Linked DNA regions of Capsicum annuum: region 2 is linked to region 1. A link is a contact called in public Hi-C data. All regions are on one chromosome and are shown on one strand. The core of a region is the stretch at or near the end of the contact, and the rest is flanking DNA. Distances in the headings are between cores, read along the strand shown.

Region 1 (6,004 bases), core at 1,070-3,569:
CTTCAAATTCTCGATATTACTTCTCTTTCGGTATATCATCCGAGGTGACGGACTCCCCGATCTTTTCATTTCAACCCCTCAGTTGTAGTTAGTGGAGTTGGTAGTTCAGCTTATTCTTTTTCTGATGTTTGGAGTTCCTCTTTGTACTCGTTATTGTTAGTGGACCTTTATTTACTTCGACTCTTTTTTTTTCATTAACTACTTATTACTATAGTAGAAGATGCTACATCCACTTGTATTGGAAGTAATTAAATTTTGCAGCGGATTCCATTTACATTAAAAGTGAAAAGTTCGAAAAAAGGGAAATAAACCTTACTATAAGTTAGTGTATACATAGTTTAGGCTTGTATAGTTTAGGCTTACAGTATAATATACACAACTCTGTAAACAGTAATACATGAAGATAAGTAAATGTGTCATGTTTGAATAGAAGTGGTACACTCGCTGTAAGCAAACTAATTCAAATCCTTCATGCGATTGCTGAGTGGTGACAAAGGCAATTCATAATTACAGAAGAGAATGGAACCAGGGATATCTGAAGCCTGAACCACATAGTAATTTGCTAAGTACATTGCACAGTCATCTCACATGTTTTAGAGACTTAAGCCAAAGCAAACTCCACCAGATTTTACAACAGCAATAATTATCATACCACCACTAGTACCTGCACTATTTATGGATTTGTTCAGCAATTTCACTTGCAAATTCTTGCCGGTTTAAAGTTTTAAAGTTATATTTAACTTCAAATCATTTATCTTCAACGTCCACTTACAAATTTTCAACTTTCAAATAACCTTTTTCCCCAAAAAACTACAGTTATTCAAAAACATCCCACAAACACTTCTTCTTTTTAAGTATAAATAACATAAATACCAATCCTTTTGGAAGTAATTACACTCTCTCCCACTTTTTTAATTACTTTACTCTCTCTCCTTATTAATATATATAACATAGTCGACATATACATAGCATTCTGTGTATATGGAATTTTTGTAATATGTTTAGGGAGTTGAGATTTTTTGTAATATTGTAAAGATAAGTTGTGTATTTGTGTAATTTTTAGTCTTCTTAATCAACTTGAGCATCACATAAATTTTGTCCAAGGAAACTTCCGATAACAAACTTCCAACATCTGAGATTCTAAAATTGCTTAACAAAACATCTATTTGAACAGTAGAAACTTCTTTACATCTGAGATTCTCAAAGTACCCAGAAATGAGATCTACTGGTATAGTTTTCATTTTCAAGTATGACCATGGAAGAACTCAAAACGACATACATAAACTACCTCCTTTAAGACAATTGAAGCGAGACACTTTCATCTTTATCTGACAAATGAAAATGGTCAACCACCCATAGCACTCCAGCAGGTAGTGGATGGGAGGGAGGTTTGGTGTGGGTTAAGTTTTAAACATCAATGCAGAAGTATGATGATCGAAAAGACAGATAAAATAATTGAACAGTCATTATACACACCATAGATCCGCACCATAAAAGGAAACAAAACTTTTAGACTGCAGTTCTTTCAACTTGGCTCATGTCTGCTATTCTAACCGAACCTTTCAAAAGCTCTTCTATTGAGAAGCGGTGGCTTCATTTTTACTTGGGAAAAGATGGCAGAGCACTATCACGCCTACAGGACGACCTAATTACTCCAAACAAAACTGATGCCTTGCGCTTTACAAAGGATGACAAACCACAATAGGAGGAAATCATAGTGTAATAAAACAGTAAATACCACGGAAACGAGCTAAAGATGCAGCAGCAGCAGCAGGTCTCTCACCTGTGAAGTTCATCTAAGATTTTAGTATCCAAAAAAACAAGTGCATATCCACGTACTCGACTCACTCCCTCTTGCTATCATTGTCAGCCTCCTCCTCACTTAAATCAAGATCAGCTAACAATTCCTCCAACGGGACAGAAGGAGCATCATCGCCATCAGTCACAGATGCCATTTCTGATGGCTGATACGCCTTGTTACGGTAAAGGGATATGTTGAACCTCAAATCTGGATTCTCCTCTAAATCTCTTAAGAATTGTTCATACTCAGAGTTCAGCTTCTCTTCATGATCTCTACCCTTTGCATTGTCATCAATCTCCATATTGAGAGATTTCAGCTTCCATGAACGAGGCTTCCCACGCTTCTTCTGCCATTTCTCTTCATAGCTCTTCTTAACCAGTATCACATCTGGGAGAACAAAGCCTTTATACTTGTCCAGCTCACTATCATTACTATTAGCAGCATATAAGTCATAACCAAGTGCATAATCCCCAGATGTGTTCGCACATTGAAAATTGTATCATTCTTTCCAAAATCAGATATACGAGCTACTTGGGCATCTGCCAAAGCGTACTTAGATCCACCACTATTGACCTTGGAAGAAACAGCCTCAATATCTAGAACTATATATTCCACAAGCTGCCTACTAGAAAGTAGGGACTTAAAAGACGCCCTCCAGTATTGTTCCGCATTCAGAAAACAGTTCCTGAGAGTAAATGGTGTTGGGATCTGTAGCAGAGGTTGAAAGAGGGCTCAATATGTGCTGAAACTCAGCTTTTCTGTATATATTCAAAAAAAACTGAAGACAATTCTTTATATAGACTTACAAAACAAATAAACCACTGAGCCACTTATCCACTAACTAGGCAATAACTATCCACTACTGTTAACTAAAAATATACTGCAGCATGACTTGCTAACAGTTTAAGAAAATAGGAAACTACTAACAATTTAAATTTGACTTGGTCATATATTGAATTAGTCTTCAATACTCCCCCTTAATTCAAAGTTACAGATACCAAGCAAAGCCCTCAAATAAATAAACTTGTCTGCTGCCAAAGACTTTGTCAGTATATCAGTTAATTGCTTATGACTGCTGCAATGTTTCAGTATTATTTCCTCTTTTGCTACCAAATCGCGAATGAAATGGAAGTGGACATCAATGTGCTTAGTTCTGCTGTGAAAACTTGGATTCTTTGTCATGGCGATCGACGCTTTGTTGTCACAGTATATCCCTGTTGCACTTTCTTGCTTATGCTGAAGTTCTGCTAACATCCTTCTAAGCTAGATGACTTGACAAGCTGCTGAAGTTGCTGCAATGTACTCAGCTTCTGAGGTTGACAGCGTTGTTGTAGCTTGTTTCTTTGAACTCCAAATCACCACACTTGAACCTAAAGTGAAAACATGAGCTGAAACGCTCCGTCTATCATCCAACGAACCAGCATAGTCACTATCAGTGAACCCACATAATCTAAAATTGGGAACTTGTGAATACCAAATACCATAGTCCATAGTTCCAGCGATATAACACAGAACCCTTTTTGCTGCTCCAAAATGAACCTTTAAAGGTTTTTGCATGAATCTGGAAATGACACCAACAGAGAATGCAATATCGGGGCGAGTGTGGGTTAGGTAAATCAAACCTCCAACTAGGCTTCTAAAACTTCTAGTATCATCCATCTCTGATCCATCATTAAGCTACAATTTTTCACCAACATTCATAGGTGTAACTGCAGGCTTGCAATTAGGCAAACCAAATTTAATGAGAAGGTCCTTGGCATATTTCCTTTGTGATAGAAATATTCCATCTTTAGCTTGATGGACTTCAAGGCCAAGAAAGTAATGTAATAAACCCATATCTGATATCTCAAACGCATTCATTATTTGCGACTTAAATTCATCCACAAGAGAAATAGAAGAGCTAGTATAAATAATATCATCAACGTAAAGAAAAACAATGATGAAATCAGTACCTCTCTTCTTTACATACAATGTGGGTTCATTCTTACTTCTCATATATCTCTTTGTCTGAAGATGCCCATCGATTTTGCTATACCATGCTCGAGGGGCTTGTTTCAAACCATATAATGCCTTTTTTAGCTTGTAGACCTTTGTTCATCGCCCTTCTTTATGAAACCTTCTGGTTGTGTTACGTAGACCTCTTCTTGTAAGTCTCTATTGAGAAATGCCGACTTGACATCAAATTGATAAACTAGCCATTGTGACTGCGCAACCAATGCTAGAACAAGTCTAACGGTTTCAAACCGAGCAACTGGCGAAAATGTTTCTTCAAAATCTATACCATATTGCTGCGCATATCCTTTTGCCACAAGACGAGCTTTATGCTTCTGTAGGCTCCAATCCGCTGCAAACTTTGTCTTGAAGATCCATTTCAAGCCGATTGCATTTTTGTCTTCCAGTAATTCCACCATCTCCCATGTGCCATTCTTTTCGATAGAATTTATCTCTTCAACCATCGCACTCCGCCACTCTTCCTTTTCAGCTGCTTCTCTATAATGTGTAGGATCTGAAACAGCAAAACAAAATTGACAAGATGTATACATGTCATTAGAATACTTGGGATTCGGCTTTGTAGGCCTTGTTAATTTTCTTAATAGAATTGGATCATCTGGAGACTCTTCAAGAGTTGTATCTAAAGAGGTTTTGCTCGGTGAAGCCGAAGAAGAAGAATTCGAGGAAGTTGTAGAAGAACCCATTGCTGTAGTTGCAGCATTTGGTTGTTGAATTCCATCAAAAGTGATTCCAGTCGGCATAGGAATCTGCTCTTCATCTTACCATTGCTTCCACTCCAATTCCAACTTGCCGTTTCATCAAATACTACATCCCTTCTGATTAAAATCTTTCTACTAAGGGGTTTATACAATCTATATGCTTTGGATTGTGCACAATAACCAATAAAAATGCATTTTTCAGATTTCTCATCCAACTTATGATGGAATTGAGAATTTATCAAAGCATAAGCAATACAACCACAAATTCTTAAATAACTTACAGATGGTTTTATACCCCGCCAAGCTTCAAATGGAGTTTGATTTAGAAAAACCCTTGTGGGAGATAGATTCAATAAATGGACTGATGTCGCCACAGCTTCAACCAAAAAATAATTCGGAAGTCCCTTTGCTTGCAACATGCTTCTTGCCATCTCCACAACAGTGCAATTTTTTTCGCTCAGTGACACCATTTTACTTTGGTGTATATGGTGTTGTTAGCTCCATGTAGATGACACTTTCTTCACAAAAGAAATTAAATTCCTTGGACAAGAATTCGTCGCCTCTATCAGTGTGAAAGGTTTTGATGGACATACCACTTTGTTTCTCAACCATGACTTTGAATTGCTTGAATTTCTGAAATATTTCTGATTTGCTTTCCAAAAAATAGACCCAACTCATGCGACTATAATCATCAGTAAAGAGTAGAAAATAACGACTGCCACCAAAAGATGTAGTATGCATAGGTCCACATAAATCAACATGTAATAATTCAAGACATTTTGAAGCCCTCCAAGCCTTTTCAATAGGAAAAGGTTTTTTAGTTTGTTTTCCATAAATGCATCCTTCACACAATTCAATAGAATCAATTTTAAGTAGTCCAAGAACCATACCCTTGTCAAAGAGCAATTTCAAGCCTTTTATGTTAAGGTGACCGTACCTCAGATGCCATAACTTTGAGTCATTTTTTGCACTTGCAGCAAGGGAAAAGTTTCCATATTGGAAACATCCAACAGAAATATATTATTTGGCGTCATGGTGATGCGAACCTTTTTTCTTGACTTCTTATTTGTAATGACACACGCATCGTTATCGAACCAAAGAGAATATCCATCAGTCATTAGCTCTCCAACACTTATCAAATTATATCCTAGATCAGGTACAAACTGAACATTATCTAGCACTTTTACTTTGTCGTGGATAGTGTCGACAATCACCTTGCCTTTTCCTTCAACCTGTATCTCTTTTGTGTTACCAAGTTACACCTTCTTCCTTTGCTTATCATCAAGCTCTTGAAACATAGATTTAGTGCCCGTTATATGATTTGAACAACCACTATCTACAAACCATAAATCACTTGTCTTATGATCTGTATCAACGCAAGTAAAGAGATAATTCTCTTCCTAATTTTCTCCTGTCGCAAAGTTTATTTTTTGGTCTTTATACCATCAGTCAGCCCTTATATGCCCGTAGGGCTGACAGTGATGACATTGAA
Region 2 (6,004 bases), core at 543-3,042, 110 kb after region 1:
ATCAGTTTTTTATTTTTATTTTTCAAATAATTTTATAATTATTTTTCATAATTTATATCCCCAATGCCATTTTTTATTTTCATTTTTTAAAAAGTTTTATAATTTTTTTAATAATTAATTTTATATTTTAAAAATATTTTTTTAATAATTTATTTCATTTTTTAAAAAAAATTTATAATTTTTTTAAATAATCAATTTTTTATTTTTATTTTTCAAATAATTTTATAATTATTTTTTCATGATTTATATCCTTTCCATTTTTTATTTTCATTTTTAAAATAATTAATAATTTTTCTTAATAATTAATTTTTTTTAAAAAGTTATTTTTTAATAATTTATTTCATTTTTGTAAAAAATTTATAATTTCTTTTAAATAATCATTTTTTTATTTTTTAAATAATTTTAGAATTATTTTTTAATAATTTCGTCAATGCCATTTGTATATACTTTTTTTAAATGAATTATAATTAATTTTTAATAATTATTGGATCCACAATGACATGTGTCAGCTTCCAATTAGCTCATTTTGCCACATCATCGCGTGTGTGCAACACGCACTTTGAGCTTTTTGCTGATAGGGCAAAAAAGGCCCAATTGGAACAAAATGTGGGGGATTTAGGGGCCTGATAGGAACAGACCTTAGTTTAGGTGTCTAAGTGAATTTTGATAACAAGTTTGAGTGTTTATCGATGACTTTGGTCTTTAAAGTACTGAAATGGATTTTTTGTTTTATGACGTTCTGATTATTGTATCTTTACTTAGAGCTTCTAATTTTAATTGCATAAATAACACTTTAAACTGCTTTAAAGTGACACAGACTATAAGCTATGTGATGCTTAATTTCTTGAAAAAATTGACCACGATTTAATCAAGTTAATTACATATTCACAAACTAATTACGGATGTTAGTTTGGATCCTCATGTATGCACCATGGAAATCCGCATGATTATTCTCAAAATTTGCGGACGGCAAATTTGGTAAAACTTATATGCTGATTAACAATTATCTTTTTAAAATTGATTGATATATTTTGACTTGACATATAATTTATTTTTTAATTTCAATTTTATACATGACATATTTAATAATATAAGATTAAAGATCATTTTAACATTTGATATATTTTTTATTTAAACCACAAGATTCAAAAACCTTTTTAACTTTTCTTAACTCTGTGCCAAAGTAAAATAGCCCAAACAAATTAAGACGGAGGATATTACTCCCTCCGTTTATTTTTACTTGTCACATTTTGACTAGATAAATTTATTAAAAAAATAACAATTGACATGTCTATTTTATCAAAGTAGCCCGATTAATTAATGTTTAATATTAAATATTTAAAATAATTTAAAAATAAATAATTAATATTAAGTGTAAAATATAAAAAAGATTTTTTTTTTTATAACATATTAAAATTACAAGTAAAAATAAAAATTCATTTAGAAATAAGTGATTGTTGAATAAAAATAAAGGTAAGGAAGAGAGTATGATTTCACATGTTTTAAGTACTCTTTTTTTACTCAATTATTAATTTCTGGTAGTTGGAACAAGAAACTCACATCTTCTTTCAGGTCCCCGCACCCTCAGGATATATATATATATATATATTAAAAAAAAAATAAAGAAACGCTGCACCCAACTATAACTTATTTTATTCAATCATCATTCGAATTGATGAGTTGACTCTTTAAAAAGGAGTCCTCCTTTTAATCTATATTTTCTTATTACCCCATTAACTTATTATCATCATTATAAGATCCCAAAAAATTGAGACTCCAACTGAAAAAAAAGGCAGAAACCAAATAAAGAAAATTCAACTCCTAGTTGAAAGACTCTTTCTTCTGTAGTGTACAACAACAACAAATCAAACATGCTGCTGAAATGTAACCCACTACTAAGTTCCTTCCTCTCCCCAAATATTCTTTAGTTTGAATTTGACCTTTTCTATTCAATTCTTTTTGTCAAAATAGCGTCGCACTTATTGTTTCTTTGTTGAACTGTATGCATATATAATTATAAGCACACTTGCTATATAAACTTCCTTTTACTTTTCCTGCAGATACGCAAGTGCATATATTGGGTGCAAGTCTTATTGGAATAATCTCTGCTCTAGCGATGCATCATCTTCGCAAAAATAAATCTCCTAAAGTTGATAATCACATGATAATAATAAATCAACTGTCTCCTATTTTGGATGCAACTGAATCTGGCCGTGCTGGTGGTAGACTCGAAAGATTTTCCCATTATGTTGGTGAGTTATTTATAAAATTGCGTAATCATTTTGAATTATATTTACAGCTTATTTGACTAAGCTTCTTAAGGCTGAAAATGTTTTCTTTTAAATTATGAGCTTATTTTAGAGAGTTACAGGTGTTTGGTTAATCTTTTTGAAAGTAGTTTATCTATAGAAGTTGAAAAAAAAATAATTTTTTTTTCTTCAACCATTTTTAGAATCTTAGTCAAGCACGAATTGTTGTTCTAATATTGATAAAAGTGTTTTTCATATCGATTATTAAACATAAACTGTTACTTCTGAAGGGAAAAAACACTTTTCAAAATAAGCAAATATAGGAAGTTTGGTTAAACAAGCTTAAGATTAATTTGTAATTTTTGTTTTGTTAATTAATTGGAATATTACGTGGTGTAGCAAGGCAACTGGGGTTTAAGGATGAAAGTGAGTGTCCTGGATTATGTGAGCTAGTACAAGAATACTTGAAGAGATCCAAAGGGTGTGATGATGGCATCTTTGAATACTTTGCAAATGAAGAAGATGCTGAATCTTTATATGTCAAATTGGAGAATGAATTAGAGAGGTGCATTCTTGCGTACTTTGCTTTCCATTGGAGTAAAGCTTCTATATTGATTAGCCAGGTAGGCATCTATATAAGTTTATCATTGATTTTCATTTGAAATCAAGAAGCAAGAAAACCAAAAAAAGACTATTTTTTTATAAGCCACAAACTTATAAGTTAAATATAACTTTTTGTTGTTGAAGGTGTTGAGTGTTGATTCTGAGCAGAAAAGACTAAAGGATTTGGTGCTGGCAGCTACAAGGTGATTGGTTTCATTGCCTTTAATTAAAACTGTTTTCTCCTCTTGTAAATGTGGGGAGTGGGGACGACATGCAAACCTACTACATCTAGACAGTCACTCACATTTATGACGGAATGGTCCAAATTTTTTCGCTCTTGCTTGCAAGTTTCAGCCAAGAATAAAATAATTCGGCCAGTAAATTTTTAAATACAACAATTTGTTGATAACAAACTCATTATAATTTTATAATTGAAGTTTTAAAAAAAAAATAGAATGTAGATAGATCTTAATTTCACCTTGGATGAAATTTTATATAAAAAAAGTTAGTTGTCATTAATCATGTCATGTCATCTCAAAATAAGTGAATCATATCATTATATGACATTATTGCATATTGAAAGTTAAGTGTGGATATTCTATTACTATAACATAATACTATCTCTAATTTTGTACTTACATATTATTTAAACGAAATAGGATATGGATATAATTATAGTGATAGTGATGGATAAGAAGCTGTGGTTTCAATGACTGGCGTAAAAGGACTTATTTTAATGATCAACCAAATTGCAGTATAATTAGTATTTTCCGTCAATTTTTGCAAAGGATATTATTTGTCAATACTATTCACATGGTGGTAGTTTGAAATTGAGGACCAAAAATTCTGTTTCACCTTATCTAGATGATCTCTTTGACTTTTACTAGTTGTATCCACAAAAGATATTGTAAAATCAAATTTCTATTTTATTTTGTGAGGTCAGCTTTGAGGGATGCTGGGAAGCTACAACAACAATAAATTCAGTGTATTCTCACAGCGTGGAATTTGGGGAGGGTAAGATATACGCAGTTCATATTGCTACCTCCGAAGAGGTAGAGAGGCTATTTCCAATAGACTCCCGGCTCAAGATAAAGGATAGTAAACAAGGTGATGGATGGGTAGTACCATACACTCACATACCAAAGACACCTATATACACTGTCTTATGATTACTATCCCGGCTACACAAGAACTCTCCTGACTGCTTGCTACAATCCACACACTAACACTAGTCTTTTACGCTTATCCTCGACCTCCACACCTTCCTATCTAGGATCATGTCCTCAGTAAGCTGAAGCTGCTCTATGTCATGTCTAATCACCTCCCTTCAGTATTTCTTCAGTCTACCTCTACTCCTCCTAAAGCCATCCAACGCTAATCTCTCACACCTACGAACCGGAACATCCACGCCCCCATGATGGGAGGCTAGAGATTCGGAAAAAAATCACAAATCAACACTTTCAATCTTAATAATTATAGCAGTTATTGTTTTGGAGTGCTATGAAGTTTCACTTACAAAAATTAAAATTTGAATATAATGATTATTTTTCAATTGTAAGACTGAAAAGTTTACTACTACCTGGCTAGATATTAGCATAGATAGGTCTAGATGTGTGGAAGAATCCAATTTTAAAAGTACAAGTCTGAAACAAATCAATTGAACCCCATTGTAACTTGAAATTTTTGCTATTTTCAAGCATGTGGGAAGTACAACTAGACAAAGATTTTAAATCTTTATTTGTGGAGGCAGCTGTTGGTAGGTGCGTACATCAGTCGGTTCGATTTTACATATTATCGATTTGATTTATTAATTTTTTATTTTTAAATATGCTAAATCAATAGTCAAATCAATAAGATATTTTTTATCGATTTTCGGTCTATGGATTTTTAGTCCTTAATGATTCAATTTTCGATTTAACCGATAAGAAAATACTCATAAAATAGAAATTGTAGTAATTAATTTGAAAAAAAAATCAAATCTTAGTTGCAACCAAAAATCCTACATAATGTATTTTAATTTACAGGAATCTTCAAGTTTGAACTAAATATTGTTAGGAGAAATTAAGAGTTTGTATAATTGAAACAATAATTTTGTTAATTTGTAGAAATTAAAGAGAAGTTGAGAATATATATATATATATATATATATATATATATATATATTCTTATTGGGTTATCAGTTTACCCAATAAGAAAATATCAAACCGAATCCATAACCCAATAAATTTTTTTAATAAAACCATTAAAAAATCATTAACCCAATAACAATAAACCAATAATATTTTTATTGATTCGATTTATCGGTCGGTTCGATTTTTGCACACCCTAACTGCCGGTCCCCTTCATGAAAATGAACTTTTAGAAAAAATATCTAAAAGGACCTCTTTGCAAAAAAGTCACTGTTGATCCTCTTGGCAATTGATTTTTCATGACATACAATAGTAAAAATAGTTGAACCATTTTAAATATATACTTACCTTCCTTCATAAATGGGCATACCTTTCTATAAAAATAATCATTTTATTATAACGATTAATTTTTTTTTTAAAATCAATTTTTAATGTTATGCCGTTAATACATGTCTTTTTTTTTTTTTTTTTGAGAAGTAATTTTTTTATTCACAAATCAAGCGAAACGTTTTGTACAACAGCCTTAAAACAAGATTGGTAAACCTCTCAACTAAACTCCTATCCTACTGCTCAGACAATCAACAATTAAGCACTTCTAAGGTATGCTTCAGGATCCTTCATACATATCTATCTAGATACTGCAATTTTCCTACAAGTTGCCTATTTCTGCCGCTTCTACAAAACACCTGAATAACAGTAGTGCTAATACTATATAAGCGACTATGTCGTTGAAATATTCTGAAGTTACGCTCCTTCCATATGTAATAAACCCCTGCAGCCAGACTCATCCTGTAAACGTGTCCTTTGACTGAGTTACTACGTGTATTCTCCATAGCCCAATGAATTTCATCAAACTAGCCTTGTGGTTGTTTCATTACTTCTTGCCAAGTTAACACTTTATTCCAGACTGCACCTAAAGCTGAACACTGAAAAATAGATGATTGATATTTTCCAACCATGCGTTACACATTGGACATGCCATGTTGTCGAGATCTTTCCATTTAACAACTCTGTCTCTTGTCT

The links. Hi-C and Micro-C count contacts between places; a contact is called where the count stands out from the background.
Region 2: a contact with region 1 is called in a Hi-C map of leaf, with 2.8 times the contacts expected there. The contact joins the promoter of LOC107873135 here to the enhancer-like site in region 1. A contact is called at or near these places in 2 of 5 Hi-C or Micro-C datasets (leaf and placenta).

The regions. Positions count from the first base shown.
Region 1 is chr6:158,085,337-158,091,340 of UCD10Xv1.1, forward strand. It overlaps the pseudogene LOC107874966. Among protein-coding and RNA genes, the nearest start is that of LOC107873134, 35 kb to the left of the region's middle. Within about 2 kb of position 2,320, at least 4 of the 5 cell types and tissues checked have an H3K27ac peak or open chromatin away from gene starts, as enhancers often do. A contact at or near this core is called in leaf, where this site is marked.
Region 2 is chr6:158,199,128-158,205,131 of UCD10Xv1.1, forward strand. It overlaps LOC107873135 (calmodulin calcium-dependent NAD kinase), which reads left to right and starts at 1,793. Exons shown (of 9, transcript XM_016719873.1): 1 at 1,793-1,884; 2 at 2,061-2,252; 3 at 2,649-2,872; 4 at 2,997-3,055. The coding sequence starts at 1,872.